Regions from separate parts of the Mus musculus genome. Here all the other regions are linked to region 2. Evidence: chromatin contacts called from public Micro-C data. All regions are on one chromosome and are shown on one strand. The core of a region is the stretch at or near the end of the contact, and the rest is flanking DNA. Distances in the headings are between cores, read along the strand shown. Region 1 holds the start of Etfa (electron transferring flavoprotein, alpha polypeptide). Region 2 holds the start of Ube2q2 (ubiquitin-conjugating enzyme E2Q family member 2). Region 3 holds the start of Isl2 (insulin related protein 2 (islet 2)).

The links. A called contact is a pair of places that touch in the nucleus more often than the background predicts.
Region 1: a Micro-C map of embryonic stem cells shows a contact between it and region 2, with 2.6 times the contacts expected there. The contact joins the promoter of Etfa here to the promoter of Ube2q2 in region 2. A contact is called at or near these places in 1 of 39 promoter capture datasets (pre-B cells), 2 of 484 Hi-C or Micro-C datasets (both in embryonic stem cells) and 1 of 115 datasets of contacts at active chromatin or transcription factors (memory CD8 T cells).
Region 3: a contact with region 2 is called in a Micro-C map of embryonic stem cells, with 12 times the contacts expected there. The contact joins the promoter of Isl2 here to the promoter of Ube2q2 in region 2. A contact is called at or near these places in 3 of 39 promoter capture datasets (embryonic stem cells, hippocampal neurons and liver), 6 of 484 Hi-C or Micro-C datasets (B cells, cardiomyocytes and embryonic stem cells) and 1 of 9 other capture datasets (pancreatic islet).

What each region holds. Positions count from the first base shown.
Region 1 is chr9:55,510,483-55,513,594 of GRCm38.p6, forward strand. It overlaps Etfa (electron transferring flavoprotein, alpha polypeptide), which reads right to left and starts at 1,761. Exons shown (of 12, transcript NM_145615.4): 1 at 1,549-1,761. The coding sequence starts at 1,587.
Region 2 is chr9:55,147,872-55,151,179 of GRCm38.p6, forward strand. Ube2q2 (ubiquitin-conjugating enzyme E2Q family member 2) reads left to right here and starts at 1,498. Exons shown (of 13, transcript NM_180600.3): 1 at 1,498-1,955. The coding sequence starts at 1,764.
Region 3 is chr9:55,539,678-55,543,289 of GRCm38.p6, forward strand. Isl2 (insulin related protein 2 (islet 2)) reads left to right here and starts at 1,472. Exons shown (of 6, transcript NM_027397.3): 1 at 1,472-1,661; 2 at 2,423-2,612; 3 at 2,720-2,982. The coding sequence starts at 1,604.

The DNA of each region.
Region 1 (3,112 bases), core at 511-3,010, 360 kb after region 2:
TAGAATATGTGTGTGTGGGTCTATTTGAGTATATTCACACCATTTGTTTCGTGCTTGCAGTTCAAATCTTTTTTTGTTTGTTTGTTTGGTTGGTTTTTTTTTGTTGTTGTTGTTGTTTTTTTTCGAGACAGGGTTTCTCTGTGTATCCCTGGCTGTCCTGGAACTCACTCTGTAGACCAGGCTGGCCTCAAACTCAGAAATCCGCCTGCCTCTGCCTCCCGAGTACTGGGATTAAAGGCATGTGCCACCACGCCCGGCTGCATTCAAATCTTAAAAAAAATATTAATGACTTTAGAGACAGTACTCTACTACCCTTGACTTCTAATTTTAAAAATAGGCCAAGGTCACAATTCTTGGCAAATCACAACAAAGGTTTGGCAATGCTGCCTATGTATAAATACTGGGTACTTGGACTTTCCCCCGACTAGTTCTACAAAATCACCAAATTCTAAATTCTCCTTACCACAATTAGGCCGAGCATAAAACCTATGCACAAAATTGCTTCGCAAGTTCTGTATAGATCTTCAAGTCAGGTACTGCTGCTTGGAAACCGCCCCTCCCCCCCAAAAGCCATGGCCTTCACTTGCTTACTGATTCTTTTATTATAGAAAGGAGGTTAAAAAAATCTCGTGGGAGAAAGATGGGCTAGGATCCTGAACGATGTGTTTTAACTTTTTTTTTAACAAGGAGTGGCAACATTCAAAGTGGGGGGGGGGGAGTCTTCAAACTTCCAAGAAGCCCATAAGTTGTATCCCAGACAGAAAAAAATCTCAGTGGTGATTGGGGTAAAAGGCACTAAAATAAAAAGTACGTATAAAAGTTACAAAACGTCTGCATAACTTGCAGGCCAAGGCTGCTGATATTGCTTCTCTAGCAATCTTAATGTAAATTAGAAAAATCTACAAGCTCCTTAAATTATTGCCTTGGAACTGGTCAGCCTTCAACTGCTATTCCCTTACAGCACCCCGACAAGAAAGAAAAAAAAAGTTTTGTTTTGTTTTTTCAAGTCCTCGAAAAACAGACAAATGGTAAACTTTGTCACCACGGAAAAAGTCCCCACTACCAAGTTTCCAAGGCTACTGAGGCAACATCAGTCTGCGACTTCTCAGGACTGGATCCCAGGCGGGTACGTCCCAGCCCCTCCTCCACTCAGCCCGGTCTCACCAGCCCAGCCGCAGAGCACTCCGCCCCTGCCCTTGGCAGTGGGCGTCCAGGGCAGCCACAGGAGGCCTAGGTTTCGAACTCTTCCCCAAGAGGTTCCGCGGCGGCATCTGGCCCCTTTGGGGGGACGCAGCTCCCCTCCAGGCGAGAGAACCTAGTAGCCCCAGAGTGCCCCGCGAGAGTCAGGGCCGTGGGAACCCGGGTTGGGGCAGCGTGACCCGGAAGAGGTCAAGGGCGAAGGCTCCAGAACTTTGACCCGCGTCCCGGGCACTGCACCGACTGTCTACGCGGACGGTGGGAGTCGAGGGAGCCCGTGACCTTCGCCTGACAGGGTCAGCAGGCTGCGGCTCGGACGTCACCTGCTCGGCCCTCCCTGTCCGGACTCACCGCCCGCCGGAGCTGCCCAGGCGCCGCTGCTCGAAACATTGTCTCTGTTCTAGTCAGCCCCGCAGTACCCTCAGCCTCAGAGACCCGGAGCGCGCGGGAACCACCGCCGCCGCCACCGCCGCCGCCTCCTCTACCAGAGACCCGAACGCTCGCGAGATGCGAGCACGAGAGCTGACAGCTTAGTCCTGGACTGCGGGGGCTCGCGCTTCCCGGGAGCCCATTGGGCAGCCACGCAGCCAATGAGGAAAGCGGAAAGTTAGAGGCGGGACTTGGGAGTAGGGCAAAGGTAAGGGTGTGCGCCGAGACGCTGGCATGCGCGCCACGCCCTCCAGTTGCTTGGCTCTGTTCCCTGACGGTCTCGGACTTTCGTTGGTAACGTTGTCTGGACTAACTGCCCTGTTGTACGCAGCTTTCTTTCCACCCGCGAAGGGAACCCCCTCACTCCAGTCCTTTTCCACTCTCATTTACGCCCAGTGTCAGCGCTGCACGTGTAATGTGCCAACCAAATAGTCGCAGGTGAGGAGAATTGTAAACGTGCATTAATTAGGTGTCAGTCCTGGGGACCTTAGGAGACTCAAAACAAAACAAAACAAAAAGTTATTAATAAATAATATAAATAATTTATTTGCTACTTCCTGGGAAGGGTCTATTGAGTTGGCGATATTTGAGCTGGATTCTAGAAGGAAATGGAGATCGTACAAACTACACAGAAGGAGGCAGAATGGGATGGAGATGAACCACCCCAGCAGCCTAGGGCCAGGTTTGAGGTCCACCCAGATCTTCTCCATACTCTTCTCTGCCCTTAGTCAGACTCACTTCTATCCTCTGGCATCAGTGCCTGTGGCTGTTAAAATCTCTCTTGCTCTTTGGACCGACCAATCTACCTGCCTTCTGGGCTGCTCAGGATGTCCCAGAACTCAAGCCCTCTCAGGAGTGAATTGCACCTTTAAGAGCTAGCCCACAATAGTATTTCTTCACAATAATCTCTAGTCCCCTACAGTGAATATTTCTCTTCTTTACTCTCTTAGTTTTGTGAACCGAGTGAGAACCCATCTTATACAAGACCACGCTTGTGGAGGACTGGGACTGTGCCCACCTAAGCTGTTCGTGGGAGGGACAACTAGTATTCTGTTTACCATCACTTTCTTCTTCCAATAGAACTACCCCACTAGACTCAAATCTAAGTCCTATTGAAAAAAGAAAGAAGAGTAAGTAAAAATCAAAAGGAGTATTTTTATTTAAAAAATTTTTTAAATGAGATATGAACTACCTCCTTCCTGCCTCCATGATAAGGCAAAACACCAAAGAGGAGAGAATCCTCCCTCCTGCCATGAGATGTCTCGGGCACATCCTAGGCTCCAGCGAAGCAGCAGCAGCCATGCCCTGTAGAGGCACAGTGCCCACAGGGCATGATGGTTATGGGCAGAGCAGAGCCGGTACAAAGTAAAACACAGAAAATGGCCCAGATCTGTAACAAATCACCATACTCATTTGGAAGACAGAAGAGTGTCCTTGAAGAACTTCTGGAGGGAGGGTACAATTAGATATGTTTCTACATTTACAT
Region 2 (3,308 bases), core at 248-2,747:
AACAATGTCTCCCCATGTTGTTCTGTTGTAATTTTAGGAGGTCAGAATCAGGTACCTCAAGACCAGTGTAAAGGGAGAAAGCAGGTTCCCTCACAGAATATAAGAATTTCAAAGCCTAGTAGTATATGCCTTTAATCCTAGCACTCAAGAGACAGAGGCAGCTGGATCTCTGTGAGTTTAAGGCCATCCTGGTCTACATAGTGAGTTCAAGGACAGCCACTGCTACATAGTGAGCCTATTTCCAAAAACAAACGAATGCATTCCTAGTCTGGCGGTGGTGCAGGCCTTTAACCTCAGCATTCAGAAGGCAGACAGTCCGATCTCTGTGAGTTCGAGGCCAGACTGGTCTACAGAGAGTGCGTTTTAGGACAGCCAGGGCTACATAGTGAAACCCTGTCTCAAAAACAAACCAATAATAATAATAAAAGAATTTCAAGATGGTGACAGCAGGGCACTAAACCAGGCCCGGGAGCCTTACTAAGCTAGGAACCCTGGGTACTACATAGGTGACATGTCTAGAAAGTTGGTCTTGCCTCTGGAAAAATGTAGTCCTCTAGTTATTTGTGAACGAACCTAGGTTATTCCAGAATTGTGTTAAGTGCTGGGGAATCAGGTAAGAGCAAGAATTTATTAAATGACACAGGTGTCATTAGGCTTTTCCTCCCCTCAATCCTAGGGGTGCTTCTCTGAATGAGATTTCAGTGTTAAGCAGAGACAACAGAAAGAAGCAATAAGTTAACCTAGGAAAGGGATACATGGTATCTACATGGTTACTTTAGCTTAGTTGGTCAGGAAGGATCAGTCTGACACATTTGAGATGTGACTTCAACAAACATGGTCCATTCTGGGAAGTCCAGCAGAAACTCAGGACGCAGAGTATCCACATTAGCGCGAGCACATAAATGTTTACGTGAAAGATTGAAATGATGATGGGAAGAAGCTGGCAGGCTCTATCATCGTCTTCGGCAAATGGGAGCGAAGGAGGGAGTACAAGTCTGGAGAGAAGGACCTTTCGGGAGTCACACTTAGAAAAGTGGTGGGTGGTTCAGCGCGGAGCGAGAGCAACATACGTGAAGGTGCTAGGCGCACACCTCTCATCTCCCCATCCCGGCCGCGCCCAGGCCAGGTGAGTGGGTGGCCGGTGGACAACCACGCGGAGGAGCAACCTCCAGGGGCCCGCGCGTTTCCTACCCGAGCCGACGTGGCCGGCGCGATAGGCCGCGCACGTGTCTGGCCAGAGGCCCCGGTGCAGCGCAGAGGCGCGCAGGGGAGCTCAGGTTCATCCTCGTGCGGTGCCGCCGGCCCAAATCCTCGGGGCGAGCGGCGGGTGCTGGGCGCGGAGCCCCGGTGTGGGGCGGAAAGGGGCTGGGTCATGAGAGGAGGGGGCGGTCGGGAGCGCGCGCGGAGCTCGCGGGCGCGCGCCGGGGCGGGGGCAGCCCTCTCCCAGGCGGCGGTGGGGGCGGCGTCGCTGTTGCCCTTTTAAGCCGCGGGGCCACCGCCTCCTGCGGGTGGAGTCGGTTACAAAGGCAGCAGCCGGCCCGGCTCCCGCACGCTCGCTCGCTCCCTCGCTCGCACGCCCGCCCGCCGAGGCCTCGCGCTCCTCGCCATTTTCCAGCCGCGCTCGGACGCGGGTCGCGGCGGCGGGGAGAGGCGGAGCCGCGAGAGCGCGGCCCGGGCCGGCCCCGCGGGGCGGTCGCGGCCGTGACGGCGGCTCCCGGCCCCGGCTCCCTTTCCTCACCCCTCCCGCTGGAGATGAGGGGAAGATGTCCGTGTCAGGGCTCAAGGCCGAGCTGAAGTTCCTGGCGTCCATCTTCGACAAGAACCACGAGCGATTCCGCATCGTCAGCTGGAAGCTGGACGAGCTGCACTGCCAGTTCCTGGTGCCGCCGCCGCCACCACCGCCGGGCAGCTCGCTTTCGCCGCCGCCGCCGCTCACACTTCACTGCAACATCACGGTGAGGCGCCGGGTCGTAGCCCCTCGGGGCCGGGCGGGGGCGGACCTGGGCGCCGCAGTCCCGGGACAAAGGGCGCCTGCCCGGGAGACCCCCGGTGTCCCGGGCACGGCCGGTTGGCGGCTGGGCCCTGGGCCCGGCCGGGAGCTCGGGCTGCCTGGTCGGGAGGAGGTGGAGGCGCGTCGCAGCACGGCGCGGGCCGGCTTTGCTCTGTTGGCCCCTCGCGGCCCCCGTCGGGCCCCGAGGTCGCCATGGCCGCCCGCAGCCGGCCTGCTCTGGGGACCGCGGCTCGTCCGTGGGCTCCTGTCAGTCGCTCAGGTGGAAAGGCTCTCAAGTATCTGTTTTAGCTACTCGTTTTCCCATCGGGTTCCAAAACCCACGTCCTTGCTTGTTCAACCAGTTCTCGTTTGTGTTTTGGTCTCCGAGGACAAACGAACACTGAAAGCCTACGTATTTAAGGAAAAAGTTTAGGACGCAACCCCGGGGGATGGTGTGGAACCATCGTTTAGCCCTGACCTGGCTTTGCGCTTACGTGTTTTGGAAAAGCTCATGGAACCTTCCACGCGGCAGGTGGTGTGGTGAGTGTGCAAGCTGTCCCACCTGTGCCCTGTGCGGAAGCCTGGACGTTACCAGGAGGGGAAAGGAGATGCTTCGCAGTTTATTACCGGGGAAGATCAAGTGGGATTGGAAGGCTGGAGAAACACGTGGGAAGTTACTTTTCTGTTTAAGGGAAATGCTCTTTAGAAACATTCAGTTGGTAAAATTATCAGATTGTAAGTGAACTCTCTCCCCCCCCCCCCTATCGAAGTGTATTATGAGGCTGACTGTTCATTGTGAAATTGATCTCATGTGCAGAAAATACACCTTATTACAACTGGAGTTAAGGTGGTAGTTTTTATATGGCTAAGATTCCTTCTGTTAAGTCAGCCAATAGATAACCCCAAGTGTGGTGGGAATTTCAAAGGCCTTAACTTTATGATAGTTATCAAACTCTATTGGAGAAGGTGGATAGTGTTAGTACTATTAGGTACTGCTATATCTGGCAAAAGAAAAAACTGCAGCAGTGTGCTTTAGTGAGGAGGGAATTCACTTTCTGAATATCTTGTTAAGCTGTTGTGGGTACTAGTGTTTGAGAACTTGGCAGGCCAGTGCCTATACAGAGAACTCAGACTTCTTGGAGCGTTTTATATAGCTGCGACAACTACTTTGATGTTATGAAATCTAAAGGGAGCATCTAATTTTGCGTAGGGAGCTGTGTTGACTAGTTTTCTGTTAACTTGACAAGTAATAAGAGAGGGAACCTCAATTGAGAAAAATAACACCTCAAGATTGGCCTGTAGGCCAGCCTATGGGGCA
Region 3 (3,612 bases), core at 222-2,721, 390 kb after region 2:
AGGGTCGGCCTGTTGTCAAGCGGGTTGTAGGCTGTGGCAAAACTCTGGGTCCAGAGAACACTAGCGCTCTAAAGGTGGAGGCGGGGTCAAAAGCTACAGGAATCCGGCTGTGGAGCGAGGTGCCAGACTGTTTCCAGCGCTGGGGCATCTCCGAGCAGCCTTTCTAACCCCGACTTTCTGCAGAACCTGTGCCGACGCTCTTGACTGCAACCATTTCCCAGCCCAGCAGCTTCGGCTCTTAGCAGTTGGACCGCCGCGCCTGAATTAGATAGATCTCGGGCAGCGAGGCCTGCGGGATCCAAGTCCGGACATAGCTTTTGGTCGAGATACTTTATCCCAGAAGCCCACCCGCGCCCCACTTAGAGAGGTATCAAGTTTTTGGTGTCCTTTCAGAATGGGAGTGAGGGACCAACAGACCACCGTTGGATAAACACTGTTTGTACCTCATCGATTTGTCTTTCAACCCTTTGAAACAAAATTCACAACGATTTTTGTTTAAAAAAATCCCGAGTCTTAGAAATCGCAGATTTTTCTAGGATTAAAAAGCCACCGGGAAGACGGTAAATTACCCCGTGTCCCACATTTGTTTCTGATTAGTTGTGTTGTAATTGGTTTGTGTAACCCAAAATCAGAGAGTTCGTAAAAATCTTTTACTGTATGAGTGACACATCACAGCACTGTTTTTAGGCTCTATGCAGCTGAGAGGAGAAAGGAGAGGGTGGGAGTCAGCATCAATTTAACCAAAAGAGCAAAAAGTAGGAGGGAGGAAAAGTGCCTAGGCCAGGGTGGGTGGGAGGACTGTGGCTCTAAGTCTCTGGATTCCTTTTGGCTTACCCACCTGCAACATCGAGTTTTCTACAGGCGGCGCGGGTGGGAAAGTCCGCATAGAGTTTATCCAAACCCAGGTGCTCATTTCCTACCCGTTCTCCCTAACTTGGACCCCGCCGAACAAAGGCTCAGGCCCACCAGGGAGAAAGGTGGCCGGCTGGACCAGTGATGGTCCCGAAACAGCGAATCCTCTTTTCTCCCTCAAGGTCTGTCGTCCCCAGGAGGAATTTTTAATTTAAAAATTATAAAAGAAAAACACTTTTAAGGGGGAGACGACTCTCATCTATTCCCAGAAGACTATTGCCTTGCTAGGCAAACGCCCTACAAGTCCGAAGAAAGCGCGGCGCTGCGGCAGAGCCCGCGGGGTGGAGATGCGGCTTCCAAGGGATTGCGGGACCCGGGGCTGCAGAGAGGATCTAGGAAGGTTTCGGGGGAGGGGGCTGCGCTCCATTGTTCACTCCGAACCAATCAGAGCTTTCCCACTTCCTCCCAGCCAATCTCCCTGCGCCTCCGTGTCTACCCCAGCCCACCCTCCGGGTCCCCATCATCTCCCGAGCAAGCCCCAGGGCGGTGGGAGAGCTGGGTGACGCTACAGGTCCCGCCTCCAGCTCGGGCCCCGGGCGAGTGCGTGCTGACGTCATGCTGCGTGCGGGCCGGTGCGGAATCGCTCCTTCAACTCCGCGGGGCAGGAGTTAGTTAGCAAAGAGCAGAGGCTGGGCGCTCGACCCTGGTCCTTCTGTCCCCGGCCGCAAGCTTTGCTCACATCTCTCTCTGCATGGTGGATATTATTTTTCATTATCCTTTTCTGGGTGCTATGGGGGATCATTCCAAGAGTAAGTCTTTCTCTGTGTGTGGGTGTGTATGTGTGCTTGATATGCAACATTTCCAATGCAGAAGAATGTTTAGCGGATTCTACAAGTGGCTTTTATTTGACAAAATACTTGGGAGAATAAAAAAAAACAAACAAACAAGCAGTGCATTTCGCCCATAACACTGTTTATTCGTTGGAATCCTACTATTTTATTTTGCAATTAGACATTATTTCCCAAGTTGGCTGGAATGACCTCAGGCTGTGAAATTCTTTTTCTTTTCTGCTAGGACAATTAGGTTTGATTTAGAGAAATGGGTTTCTTCTCTGCCTTAGGAAGGTAGAGAGGTTTCAGTAGCTTGATCTGAGGTGTTTAAACTAAGAACTGTCGAAGAAGCTAAGAGGGGACAGGGCTGAATGCTGCGGTGTCTGCGTTGAAATAGGGAGTCGCTGTGAGCGGGAGCGGGCGGAAATCCGGGCTTGGCTGACAGTGTGGACACGGAGGCGTCCGTAGCTCCCCAGTGTCACCGTGCTGTCGTCTGCCTCCCGTTAGCTCTGTCTCTAGCTGAACCGATACTACGTCCGCGTTCAAAGACGGTGATAATGGAAATATCAGGAGATTGTGTTGTTTTCGTTTCCTACTTTCTGGATCATTCGAAAGTGGTCTCACTTTTAGAGCGGGAGATCAAGCAAGGGAGGGCGGGTTGGGTTGGGGCTGCTGCAGCGGCCAAGGCCGGCCGGGTCCTGTACCGGGCCTGACGCGGGCCCTGCGCCCTTCCCTGCTAGAGAAGCCCGGGACGGCCATGTGCGTGGGCTGCGGGAGTCAGATCCACGACCAGTTTATCCTTCGCGTGTCGCCCGACCTCGAGTGGCACGCCGCCTGCCTCAAGTGCGCGGAGTGCAGCCAGTACCTGGACGAGACGTGCACGTGCTTCGTGAGAGACGGGAAAACCTACTGCAAGCGGGACTACGTCAGGTGAGCCGGCGGGACCCGGGGTTCGGCCCCCTTGGGCTGGGGGGGACACGGCTGCGCGTCCTGGGCTCGGGTCCCTGCGCTGACGCCCGCCGCACCCGGGCCCGCAGGCTGTTCGGCATCAAGTGTGCCCAGTGCCAGGTGGGCTTCAGCAGCAGTGACCTGGTGATGCGGGCGCGGGACAGCGTGTACCACATCGAGTGCTTCCGCTGCTCCGTGTGCAGCCGCCAGCTGCTCCCTGGAGACGAGTTCTCGCTGCGGGAGCATGAGCTGCTCTGCCGAGCTGACCACGGCCTCCTGCTGGAGCGCGCTGCGGCTGGCAGCCCGCGCAGCCCCGGCCCGCTCCCCGGCGCCCGCGGCCTGCATCTGCCAGGTAAGCCTCTCTCCCGGCCCGCAGCGCTGCGCCGCGTCAGTAGGATGTACGACTGTGTAGCCGACAGCTGAGCTTCCGACGGGAAGCCGGTGTGAAAGGCTGCGTGCGCTGGGAACCCTGCTATGTGTCTGCGAGTGCGGGGGTCGGGGGGAATTGTATGTATGTGAGCGTGAGAGCCTCGGGAGTTGTGTTCTCCGTGGCCCGGACCATGTAGGATCGGGAGAGTGGAGGACCCGGAATCCTAGGTGCTGCCTGTCTGGGTTGTGTTTAGAATTCCTTTGATGAACAGGGAGAAAAGGTATCCATCCCACCCGGAGCCAAGGGAAGAAGGCCAGCGGCGCAGAAGAGGGGCCTGTGTTCTTGTTTTGATGTCCGGCTAGCATAAAGAAAGGTTCAGGGAGTTTATTGGTTAAAACCCTCCTAGGATGATAGGTGCTCTGGCCAGGAGTTGCTCAGACTGGGAAATAAGTGTTGACAAGAAGCAGGTGGAGAGGGTGCGACAGGAGACCCCAGTTCCAGGAAGCCAGGGGATCTGCTACTCAGATCGAGGTAGACCAGGCCCTCTGTGTGGCACCAGGGATTTCTTCCTCTCTGTAACTCCATTTCCACACTGTAGAAGGAGGGGATTGG